Regions from separate parts of the Gossypium hirsutum genome. Here region 1 is linked to region 2. A link is a contact called in public Hi-C data. All regions are on one chromosome and are shown on one strand. Each heading gives the region's core, a stretch centred on a gene start, on an enhancer-like site or on the middle of the called end of the contact. The rest is flanking DNA. Distances are from core to core; before and after follow the strand shown. Region 1 has its middle 52 kb from the start of LOC121213925. Region 2 holds the start of LOC121213668.

What was found. A called contact is a pair of places that touch in the nucleus more often than the background predicts.
Region 1: a contact with region 2 is called in a Hi-C map of leaf, with 3 times the contacts expected there. The contact joins the enhancer-like site here to the promoter of LOC121213668 in region 2. A contact is called at or near these places in 2 of 34 Hi-C or Micro-C datasets (both in leaf).

Annotation. Positions count from the first base shown.
Region 1 is chrD01:47,149,713-47,156,081 of Gossypium_hirsutum_v2.1, forward strand. It overlaps the pseudogene LOC107914574. Among protein-coding and RNA genes, the nearest start is that of LOC121213925, 52 kb to the right of the region's middle. Within about 2 kb of position 1,934, at least 7 of the 9 cell types and tissues checked have an H3K27ac peak or open chromatin away from gene starts, as enhancers often do. A contact at or near this core is called in leaf, where this site is marked.
Region 2 is chrD01:46,610,724-46,617,781 of Gossypium_hirsutum_v2.1, forward strand. It overlaps LOC121213668, which reads right to left and starts at 3,398. Exons shown (of 2, transcript XM_041086550.1): 1 at 2,418-3,398; 2 at 1,920-2,282. The coding sequence starts at 2,649. The coding sequence ends at 2,101.

The sequences.
Region 1 (6,369 bases), core at 684-3,183, 540 kb after region 2:
TTACTTAAAAATAATGTTAATCCCGAGTATTTGGTAGTTAATTGGGTTAATTTTTGTTCATATTACAATAATGGGCATGATTTAATAAAGCACGCAATTTTATGCTTTTATGTATTAATTTTGTGCATAATTTAATTAATTCATGCTACATATTAATTTCCTCTATTTAAATGTTATAGTGGGGCCATGGAGTTGATAACTTACGAAGCTTATTTTAATTTTGCATGGGCATGAGACTTATTCTACCTAGTTGGATGGCAAAGCCATGCAATTTGGGTCATGAAGAGGTCACCTTGATCTAGTTAAAGATGATTAAATTGGAGGACAAGTCTGACAACTAAATAGGTCACAAAGTTGTCCAAACAAAGAGGGATGAAGCCCAATTCGGCAAGGGCATTTAAGCAGCCCAAAATTAGCTTTTGGAAGAATTTTTTCGAGGTCCTTATACTTGCAAAATAATTAAAACCCAGCTCTTAACAATCACCCACGAAACTGTCCACCACCTTGCTTGATTCAAGCATGATTTCATGCATGAATCACGCAACCAACAACCTCCCCTCTCCACAATTCATGGCTGGCCAAGCAAGGGAGCATATCAAGGGATCCCTCTAGCTATTTTTAGCAAACACTCATGTCACCCCTTTATTATAAATACCAACATTCATTTTTCATTCTATCATCCCTCATTTTTCACTTCACATTCATTTCACTCATTTCATTTTCCTCTCTTTTTCACGCATAGCCATCCCCATTTCCCCTTTCCCTTAGCTAGCAATTCCTCGAGAAAACACTCTCTTGGCCGCCCACCTTGAGAAGAACTTTGCAAATGAGCAAACACAAGGATTGGAGGAAGCCACTACAATCGATTTCCGGAGGACTGGCGAATCAATCAGAGTTTATTCTTCCTTATCTTTGTTTTAATTTTGATATTAATCATGTTTGTAATATATTTTGTTGTTTTTTCATCAACAATGGTAGCTTAATTTTGTTTAGCTAGAATGATTACATTAATTGGATGAAGTTCTTTTGATTCATGTTCATGGTGTTCTGTGCCTCAATCGCTCATGCTTTCAATTAAAATCATGCATGTATTTCATTTAATAAAATGTGATCGAATGCATTAGAATTAGTTACTTAATTCGAACCAGCTGGTGATTAATAGACACAATAATTGAAAGGTGAATGCTTAATTTATATCCAACCCAGAATAAATTAAAGGTTCGTAATAACTTGAACGAGCTCATTAACTTGTATAGCTTTTAGGTTTATATGATTAAATCGTTTCAAATTGACCCAGACCCTATTACTTCACATGAATTCTAAGAAACCATTAGTTAAATATGATCATGGTAGTATGCATGTTTTTCTAAGTAAAAGATACCTAAAGGACTTCAAATTGGATTGAAGTTCATGAAAGATTGAGTTGCCATGGAATATTTTCTTGAACATTATTAAACATAATGAAAATAAATTAAGTCAATTGATGTGATATTTCTAGCCTATTCATGTTATTTTGTTGAAGCTTGTGAATTTGCTGCTAAATCCATCTCATACATTTTATTGCATACATTGCATTTAAGTTAAATTGCATTTAGATTATTTAATTTAATTTAAACATCAATCACCTCTGTAACACCCCAAACCCGGGCTAGACGTTATGGTCGAATCTGGCGATGTCACATGGAAAGGGATTTGAAGACAAGATTGTCGAGTGTAAAAACCGTTACAGTTAGTTAGCTTTTATTTAATTTAAAAAAAAAACTAGTTGATTTGCTTTAAAATTTGTCTCTTAGCGGAAGTTTTTGTAACTAATTAATTTAAGAAAAACTATTTCTATTTATGAAAACTTTACATTATGCCATTATAGCCCTATTCCATGGGCCCCACCTATTCATTTGTTTGGTTGGGTATAATGCCCTATTACGGGTTTATTACGGGTTTAGTATTCCTGCTGAATGACCAAATTTTATTCCCCTTTGGAACCTCAGTTTAGCTCCGTTTAACCCTCCCAATTGTGATTTGCCCTATTTTACCCTTCCAACCCCCGAAAGCCACCTCCACCCTCTCCCTCCCAACATCAAACAGCAGCTCCTGATTTTTATTCCTATTTCACTTTCATTTGATTGTTTATTTTTAGAACTCTCATTTGACCGTGAATTACCAAAAAAGTGGTCAGTTTGGAATTGATTTGTTCGTTTCCAAAGATGAGAAGCCATTTGAATTTAAGGGATGTGAAGGTGGAAGAAGTGCCAGAGGCTGCTTTGGATGCCGTTGCTGAAACTCTCAGAACTTCCTCTTCCCTCAGGGTTTCTGAAGATGGTAAGTTTTATCAAAATCGAAAATGAAGATAAAAAAGGAGAATTTCTTCACTTTTTCCCATAAGCTAAGCCAAACAAAGATTTTTTTTCCACATAATTTTAAATGCGGGTTTCGATCTTTCAGGGAAGAAAGTTGGTAGAAGCACCGCACTATTAAAGCCTAAAGAATTGTTAGAGCAATTAGACAGTAGAACAATTGCTGCATCACCATTTGAGTTTAATGTCAAGATGGAAGATGTAGAAGCCTTTTTTGGTCAATATGCTAAGGTATCTGCTCAATGGTTGTTTTCTTATCTATTGTTATTTTACTCATTTGATAACTGATTATGTGTTTAAAGGGTTATAAATATGTTTGCGGTTCAATGTAAACTGATTGCCTTCTTACTTTTCTTGTAGGTAAATAGTGTGAGGTTACCTCGTCATGTAGCAAACAAAAATTATTTTTGTGGCACTGCTTTGATTGAATTCTCAGCTGAGGAAGATGTACAAAAGGTTTTGGAGCAAAGCTTGGTTTATGCAGGCGCTGAATTGGAACTGAAACCTAAATAAGTATTACTCGCCACCGTGCATTCTGTTGCAATTTGTTTTGGTAATTGTGTTATATTGTGAAATGGATAGAAAGCACTGTTGACTTTTAGTGTAGGGTTGTTGCTCTTACAATTGTATGTTCTGATGTGATTGTTCGTACAATGTTCTTTTCAGGAAGGATTTTGATGCTATAAGAGAAGAAGCAGAAGAATATGAGGATAATCATCCAGTCACAGGTTCGAATGGAGATAACCGTTCGAATGCAGAGGATAAGTAAGTAATTGATCACAATCTTTAACTGGCATTAGTTTTTTTATTGCCATAATGTTTGTAATTAAAGTCCATGTAATGGTTTGTCACAGATACCCCAAGGGCTTGGTTGTTGCATTTGCATTGAAGAACATTTCAGGTGGGGACTCTGCAGAGAAAAACGGTTCTGATGAACCTGCAAAGGATAGTGCTACTGAGAAGAATGTAGAGAAGACTATAGAAAATGACGAAGATAACAAAGATAAGGTTGATGATAAACAACCTGTGTCGGGTGACGAAACGGAGAACAAAAGTCCCGTCCAGAAGGATGACGGAACAGAACATAAAAACACTGCATCTGTTTTCAAAGACGATATGAATGTTGTTTTACGGGAAGATTTGAAGGAGGCCTTCCAAAAATTTGGCACTGTGAAGGTAGATATCTCTCTTTTTTCTTAAATATTTGACATTGTACTAGGCAGTTGTATCTTAACGTTCTTACTCATGACATATATTCTTTACATGTGAAGTACATTGACTTCAAAGCTGGTGAGGAGAAGGGTTACATTCGGTTTGATGAACCTAAAGCAGCCCAGAAAGCTCGTGCTACTTCAGTTCTGGGTAATGAAGGTAGTATGGTTGTCAAAAATTTCATTGCCACTTTAGAACCAGTTACTGGTGAGGAAAGAAAAAAAATTTCCATTTGATTTAATTTCCCATTTTTGTTGCATGTTGATCCCAATATTGACTAACATTCATCATGCATATAAGGAATAATATGTAATACAAGAGGAACTAATGACTTTTGGTCAATAATATGAACCTGATATATTAGATGAACAACTGATAAAAGTGCTGGGTAATATGTTTAGGTGATGCCGAGAGAATATTATGTAATACAAGAGGAACTAATGACTTTAGGTCAATGATATGAATCTGATATATTAGATGAGCAACTGATAAAGTGCCGGGTAATATTTTTAGGTGATGCCGAGAGAGAATATTGGAGTTTACTTCGCGGTAACCAAGGAAAGCACCGTGGAAACAAGCGCTTCCAAGGAAGGTCAGTGCTGATAAACGTATTCTACAGCTTTTGTTATTTAGTTTGGATAAGCAAGTCCCTTTTCAATGTTTTTCTTTCTTCTGTTTAAATTCAACTGTTACTCCTTTTATTAGGGGAGGAAAGCACTTCAGAGGCAGACAGCATGGCCGGGGAAGAGAAAACTATTCACCAAACAAAGCTAGAAGAACTTGAGGGACATGAAAGTGATCCATCTATGCACGTTAGATGGATTTATGGGGAGAGCGGCCACACAATAAGCCATGGGTGCTTGTTTATTTCCTGGTTTATGCCTTTTGCTTAGTTTAGATCGCTAGCCATATGATTTTAACAGTCTTATTTTCATTCCCTTCAAAATTTTAATATACGAGTTCGCAGTCTCTTTCACAACCATTGATCGTTTGACCGTAAATTTTAGAACAAAGGTAAGTTTTATTTGGAATATTTTTACTATATTTATTTATTTACTGACTAGTAAAAGAAATTAAATAAAGAATAATTAGTTAATATAATATTATTTTATTTTTAAAATTATCCTACTTTTAAACGAACTTGTTCTGTTTCGAAAAAAAATAGGAAATATGGAAAATAATTTCTTTTGGGGACATTAATTTAATGAAAAGGAAAAATAAACTTTAAATTTAAATAATTATTTTAAATTATATTTTATGGTATTATATATTATGATTTTAGTAAATTCATATATTTTTATTAAATTATATTTAATAATAATTATGTTAAAATATGATTAAATTATTTATTATTTATATTAATAATCTTATTAAAATTTAATAACAATAACAATAATCATCCACCTAAAAAAAATTCTGCTAAAGGTATTCTAGTCATTTTAGTTTTTTTCCTTATGCTATTACACCTCTATTCCATTCAACCAAACACAAGAATACCATTATGCCTCTATTCCATTCCATTCAACCAAATAAAAGAATTACCTATTACGCCTCTATTTCATTACGCATCTATTCCATTACACCTCTATTCCATTACAGGGAACCAAACGTGCCCTTAGTTTTTAGAAAAAAACCGTGTTTTGTGGAGTTGTAGTTTAAAAAAAAATCCATAAAAACAGTATAAAGCCCCAAATTTAAATCCAACCAGTCCATAGTCCAGAAGATACATCAAAAACCCCAAATAAGTAATAAATTCTTGGAATTAATGAAAAACAATCTAAAATTTATGTGTGGCCACCATCGAGTTCTCTGTTGTACCGAACCGTCAAGTCTAGGGATTACCTGTACAGATTAAACAGAGAAAGGGTGAGTTTTCGCAAACTGAGTGTGTAATCCCTACAGAAAACATGCAAACAGATAATCAATAGGATTCAGTTAGATACAGTCTAGGGCTTGTGCCCATCATAGAATCAGTTTGGGCCTTATCCCATTCAGATACAATCTCAGAAATACATTAGGGCCTTGGCCCATATCAGATACAGAATGCAGATACAGTAAATCAGAATCCTACCCACCAGCCTCTACACACCATCTTCGTCTAACCCTACACACCATGTGGGGATTAAACCAACCCACCCATCCTTACACACCATGTTGTACCCATATGCGGCACATAATCAAAAGGTTGCAGTTGAGCTACCAGTTAACAAGCTTAATAGCCTTCCAGACACTTCCTCCAAATGTCATCAACCCACCCCGGTGCAATGCAACATACAAAATATGTCATGCCATTATGCAATTCATAGTACATACATTCAGATATCATAAGTCATGCTCGGTATAGAAATCAGTTAGACAGATCACACATATAGGGGTCTAAGTAAAGCTTACCGACCCTACAATAGGTCCACAGTCGACTTGGGCGACCCGTGCAACCTTACAGAACTTTTCAGAAGAATGGGCTCACACGCCCATATGGCCCACTCGGCCTAAATTGGCCTTGGCCACGTGATCCATTTTTAATGTAACCCTTGGTAGTTAATTATTCATATATGTTTTCACTATTTACTTATATGTTCCTTCAAAGTTGTCTACTTGAGTCACTGTTACTAAATTATTTATATCTTGAGCTACAAAATTTTGAATTAAAATCCGCTTAATTTCTTTAAAACTAGACTAAAATACCTTTCTACCATAAAATATTCAAAAATTTTTGTTTAGTGAGTAAATACAGTAAAATCTTCAAACTTACCCCTATTCTACTGTCTGACAGCTTCGTCCCTTCTTTGCGAAAAATTAATTA
Region 2 (7,058 bases), core at 2,148-4,647:
GTAATATAATATACAATAAAACATTTTTATTTGTTCAAAAATAAACTTGTGCTTTTTTACATTATATAGATATATTAAATAATTTTTTTTCTCACTAATCAACTAAATAAGACATAAATAAAAATATGTTACTTTTATAAAGTTCAATTTTAATAAAATTAAAAATTATGAACGAAAACTCAAGTTTAAATTAAACATGATAGACTCCAATATAAACACTTAAAATCCCACAACCTTAGTGGGCTCTCCAAAAACCGATAAGGGCTAATCCTTGTTTTTGAAGGATAAGAATGAGTAATAAAATTAAAATAAAAAATATATTTAGAATGAGCACATTTGTAAGTAACATTCAAATACAATGTTGTAGTGATAGCACATATTTGACTAATGTTTTTATGCTAAATATCGGTTGGATTGTTTCAAATTAACATTTCTTTTATTTTGGTTTGCAAGAAGGCGAGGGCTTTAGGCCGAAACAGCGGCCTGTAGTGGTCGGTTTTCACAAGTGGGCTTACACCAACGAAATCTTTTTTATTATATTCGAGTAAGTCCCACTATTAAGCTTTAAATGGACTTGCTTAAAAGAAAGCTTGCCATGCTGGACTGGACTTCATTTGATATTGAAGATGGATGGTCAACATAACTTCTGAAAAGTTCCATTCCATTTGATTCTCCAAACATTTTTGTGTAGGCTCCACGTTATTAGAAGATATTAATGCATAGATGCACATTGAAGGCAACTGAGCGGCCACGCTCCATTTGCTTTTCTTGAAAACGACAGTACTGAAAAGGAAAGAAGATGGAAAGGGAGACCCCGCTGGCCGTAGCTATATGATAACCCCAACAGTGTGCGATAGGGACAATTATCATCTCTCTTCTTTTTTGGCAACTTGTCCAAATGCTAAATATAAAACGTGCCACCTTACAACTAGTGTTCAATGCTAGCATGGACCCCGTTTTCTAATCCCAGCTCATGAAAACTTCTCACTTGAATATTGAATTTAACAATTATTTCCATATTGAATTTTTTTAATCCAAATTAGCACTTAAAAGCTGTGATAACAATGGCAAAGTTCAAACTTAAATAGTGATTTAACGCGATTATTAATGCATAAATAAAATAATTAGGGGAAAAATCTGCCAAAAACCATGAGGTTACCTTGCACATATACAAAACCAAGTTGCATATTTCAACTAATAACGTGTGACCAAACATGTATTGAACAAAAGAAAGTAGACCCTAGTCCATATTTCTTACATATTGACAAGATTTTGAGCCCATTTGTGCTCCCACCCAAAGCAGCCTTTTTAAGTTTGAAAGAGGAGAAAAAAGGTTGTGCAACGACAAAGACCTACTCCTTTAAAGTCGATAATTATAACAGAACATTAGCCGCTTATTTCGCCTCACCGAACATCTAATTATTCAAAAGACCCTTCAGAAAGTGCCACACAACCAGCTCCTCAATAATACACTTTTAATTAAGTGGTTTGATTTTGGGTCTTAAGTTCAATAAAAAGAACCAATTCCTAAGAATAAGCATCCATCAGGCGATAATGTTGAATAGAATTCTTAAATTGGTCATAGTCTGAATGATTCAGTCCATCCATCATGTCCTATATATTTCTAGCCATATCCAATTCCCAAATCAAAATCCTTGAAAGCAACTTGCAATATTAAGGGCAAGTCAGAAGAACATTTCAAGCAATGGATATAAGCTACTGAAAATACATGTTTATGGACAATTCAGAACAACTTTTTGAACACTGGGTGTAAGCCAAACCTTACGTAGAGTATGAGATTAATAGAATCATCCATCAAAAGCCATTCAACAATAGAACGCAACACTTTCAAAGACAGAAATGGAAAATCAAGCACACCATGAATGTTCTCTTCATTCTTATCGCATAAGGCAAAATACTGAAAAACAAGTTCCAATTTATTCCTGCAGGTCTTTTCTCACCTAAATGAGAAATAAGGTGAAAAACATAAGCAACACTCTACCATGGCCATTAATGATAATAGACTAACTTTCAATGCTTTATTTATAAATAAAGCTAACCCAAGAAATATAGGATCATAAAGGGTTGGGAATTATTTAATTAATGGGAGGAAATCTTGAGATTGAGGGATTTATTAAACCATGCCTTCCAATTCCCACTTGCCTTCCTATTAATTGATTCAGCTGCCTTCCCGTCGTCTTTCACTTTCTCAGTCCTTTGCTTCTTGCACAGCATGAAATTCCTTGCCCCTTGTGATCCAATTGTCTCCCATGGACTTAGTGCTGCAATGAAAAAACATACCAAACACCCAAAATCATGAATACTACTAATTTTCCCAAATAAAACACCATTTAACATCAAATAAGCAAATCCTGGAAATTTTTAATCTTTAAAGATTGAAATGAAAACCGACATACCATCTGATCCAGCACTGGGGCAATAAAGGAGGAAATCATTAAGATTGGATCCGAGAACAGGAAGCCGACCCTCACGAGCGTAGGATTTCAAAGCAGTATCAATGACGGCAGCAACGAGCTCTTCCTCGTTAACAACAAAACGGATCGGCCCAGCACTTCCGAGAACAGTGACGCTAATCAAGAGCCTGTTGCCCTTGGGACCCTGGCTCTTCTTCTGCTTGTAAAGCAACATTCTTTCAAAAAAATTTTGTTCAAAATTCAAAATGAAAAAGAATCAAAACCAAAAACAGGCGAATGAATAATTCACCAACAACCGAGAAAAGAGAAACAAGGGTTTGTTTTGTTATTTTGTGGGGCGTATAACAAAAAAAAAACCAAATCTGGGTTATTGGTGGAAAGGAATAGAGGTATTGAGGTGGGGTTGTTTATGGGTCAAGGCCAAGGCAGCGGTAGTACCAGCCTTCTTTGCAAGAACCGAATGCGAAAGCAGAAGCAGCGGAAAGAGGAAGGAGAGTGCTCGCCCTCGATTTGCAAAGGGAGAGCATCAATATACTACAGCTCCAAATTGTTTCCACCATTCACAAAAATACCAAAAGATCAATGGTTTGATTCCAACAAAAAGGGAAAAAGAGCCAGAAAAAAAAGAAGTTCTGGGACGCAGATTTCGACGAAAAAAGGAGAGGAATTTTAGTGGTTGTAGGTAGAAGGTGTGGGAAGCGTTTGGGGGTATTTAATAGAGGAACAAAACAAGGAAAATGATTAGGGTAATTCAGGTTGAGGTGGTATATGAGCCTTATAGAGGGGAGGCAGGAAAAGGGTTTCTTTCTCTCTCTTGCCGTAGGGTTGCACTGTATATATATATAAGGAAGTTGTTATTTCCGTATAGAGTTAGCATTTGGGTATATTTACGCGTTCATCGCTCCTTGCCCACCAAGCCACCTATTCGTTCGCAACCGCCATATTCTCCTCCTCTTTCTTTCTACAACAATAATATTCAATTTGTTTTATTTTTATAAATAAAGTTTCTTTCAAGATTTTTCCATTAAATTAGTCATATATGTCAATTTTTTATTTAGTTTTTTTAGGTAATTTTTCTAATTTAGGGAAACAGGTCGTTCTTTAGAAGAGAAATGGAAAACGTGATCAGTTAAACGCGTTTTCCTATCAGTTATACAAAAAGCTCATCCGTCAACAATTAATTCCAGCGGCTTTTTGAACGTTGGCTTGCAACGGTAAAAAGATTTAAAGGGCTCCAACGGTAATTTTTTTCTACAAATACCATGCAATTTTAATTTTTTTTCTCTCAAATCCAACTCTCTCAATTTTAGCTTGGAAAGATGTTCTACAAATACCATGGCTTTGCAACTCGATTTATCGGTGGATAGGTCAATCATCACGGGGTCAACGATCATTCCCGATAAAGAGAACCTTTGTGAGGCATTTTTGGGAAAGATCCTGAACAAGTTTCAAGGTGGTCGAATATAGATGAAGTGGTTGGAAACCAATTTCAAAGAGCTTCCTCCGAACGCGATCAACGTCATCAAAGAACAATGTGCCCGAGCATTCATCTGAGGTTAATTGGGGGCATTTTAATGCATGATAAATCTTAAATTTTGGTACGCTGGTGGCTACTAAACCTAGCTGACTTCAAAGAATACACACGACTGAGTTAGGGATCAATCGTGTTGGCCACGTTGTACCAAGATTTGTGTCAGGTGACGAAACCGGATAAGATGTCAATCGGTGGTTGCCTACTCCTGCTGCAGTCGTGGGTGTAACACCTTATAACCTAGCCTAGAAGTTTGGACCGAATCTTAGAGGTTACATTGATCATCGAAGTGATCGAAAATAATTTCACAAACGTTTAATCATTTTAAATAAAAAATTCTCAAGATGCATTAAAGCGTTCGGAAACTTAATTCCGTAGTTAAAAAAAACAAATTCAATCTAAAATAGCATTATGCAGAAATCCGCATAAAACCCTTTTTTCGCAGTTCTTAAAATTAATACAAACCAAAACAATCTAACAAGACTTAAAAATTGGGGAAGGAACCAAATGGCTCATTTTAAAACATATCCTTCTAAGACCTCCGGCATGCTGAGTCTAACATTAGAAAACAGAAATGTACCTGGAAGGGGAAACACTAAGGGGTTGAGCTACACGAGCTCAGTGTGAGTTCAAAACGTATCTAACAACGAAATTACAGATCAGAAACTAAATAGTAGTTCGATAACGAAAAGTACTTACAAAGATACACAAAAACAGAAAGCAAACTCGAAACCAATGTCCCAAACAAACGTAACAGTCAAAGCATCCAAATTACACACAGAATACTCAACAGATAAACCCGTTAACGGGTCGATACAAAAATACTAATCATCACAATCCAAAATGTCACTACGCTAACACCTCCATGCACACAAAATCGGTCATAAATGTTAAAACGAACAGGTAGATTATAAACAAGTAGCTCACATCCAGATGCATATGAATGCAACCAAAACACCTCTCCATCCCCGATCACACCCCAAAAGAGCTGTTTAAGCTCATCCAACCAAATACACCATATAGGACCTTGTATATGGACTAAGCCACTCAAATAATAATATGCAGCAAGACTGGCATATATGTAGTACAGTGCAATGCGATAACCCACTGTAAAGACATGTTGCAGCTTAAACTGCCAAATCAGATAATAGTACGCAACAAAGCTGACGTACATACGGTACAGTGTGGTAAACCGTTGTACGAATAAGTTGCAGTAAAACTGCCAGATCAGACCAGAATCAGTCTTCCTTCTCTTCACAACCAACCCTAAAATTACTTTATGCAAGTGTGTGTGTATGCTTACAACCTCACAAAAACAATGAACACGTCGAAAAAGCAGTCAAACAGAAACAGATATACCCACACACCCAGCTAACTAGGTTCAGAGTCAGACATCTCATACAACAGTCACAAATAACACATACGCCGAAGCCCAGATCAGAGTCTTCACTACCTTCACTAATGCCTAGCCAAGAGTCAAAACAAACAAACACATTTTTAGATAAAAAGCGTACACCTACTAAATTTGGTGACCTAAGACCACACGGCCGTGTGGCTGAGGCACACGCCCGTGTAAGCCAGGGACATGGCCATGTGAATAGGTCGTGTAACTCTCTATCCATTTGTACTAAAATAGAGTATAGGGCAGACACAATCGTGTGAGGGTTTCACACGCCAGTGTGCCCACCAGACACGGTCGTATGTCCAAAATACACGCTTGTGTAGGATCCCTAAATCCTCAAATTGGCCACACGGTCGTGTGGCACCAAAAACTAAATCCCTAATCCCCAAACACACACGCCCGTGTGCCTAGGGGCACGGCCATGTGAATATCAACTACAATCTCCAAATCAGCCATAGTGCCGTATAGCCAGTTCGTCTGGCACCAAATTTTGCTCAGAAACCCTTATTCTTAATTGTACACGACAGCCGAGTGAACTGCTCGTGTGGGGGCACACGTCCGTCTGGCCACCCGTGTGGTCACAAAACCACACCGAAATTGGCTACCGGTCGTGCCTTTGTTGTTGAAACACTCCCCAATCCTTAATTACTCAAAAATATATCAAAATCACACCCGATTCTAAGCTATTCCACAATAATCGCCCCTTTCAAATGATCAATTCCACAAGCACACAACGATTTTCAATTTCACAGAAACAAACCATAATTCGTTAATGAAAATTTAAAAGGTTCAAAACCCACACCTGATTCGCGATCAAACACATCCAGATGCTGACTCGACGACAAAGAAACAAAGCTTCCCAAAACCATAAACACAATCATTTTTCTTTACCAAAAAGAAAAAAATAAAGAAAAAACAGAAAAAATAGGTGAACGTGAAAAAGGAAAAAGAAAATTAAAAAAATAATAATAATAAAATAAATAAATAAAATAAGACTAAATAATTATTTTTAAACTTAAAGTAAATCTACTATTTAACAATATAAAAATATAACACCCAAAACGCACACACAATGACTCGAACCAAGAACCCAGAGGTACTCTTACACTCACTTAACCACCAGACCAGCAGACCCATTCTGACACTATAATGCAAAAACTATTACAAGTGCGTGACCTACTCACTGACCCTTACTAAGGAATCTCCTAACCCCAAAAATCAGGGTGTTTCAACTCACCCTTCCTTAAAAAGAATTTGTCCCTGAAATTTTTAACTAACAGAACAGTGATCTAACATAAGCTATACCACTACGCACCCGCTGCGCACTCTAGCCCGAGTAGTACCATACCAAACTTAAGACCTCAAACACACTCCCCGAACACTTAACCACTGAAGCCGATACATATTAATCTTATCACACACAATTGTTATGCTCTAATCAAAATATTGAAACACTCACAACCATATTTGTTTCAAAGTCGTCAAGGACACTCCTGGACCCGATGTTCTGTAAACCCGCATCGAAAACATGCTCCTGTCTTTTTCCAACAATTACCCTAATAGTGCTTCTTACAGTGCTCACAAAACGGAGCGCTCGCACCACTATTGTCACTCAAATACGTTCTAACACACTTCACATACCGAGGCTCCAACCTCAGAGGACTGCGATCTCTTTTCTTCCCACAATCTA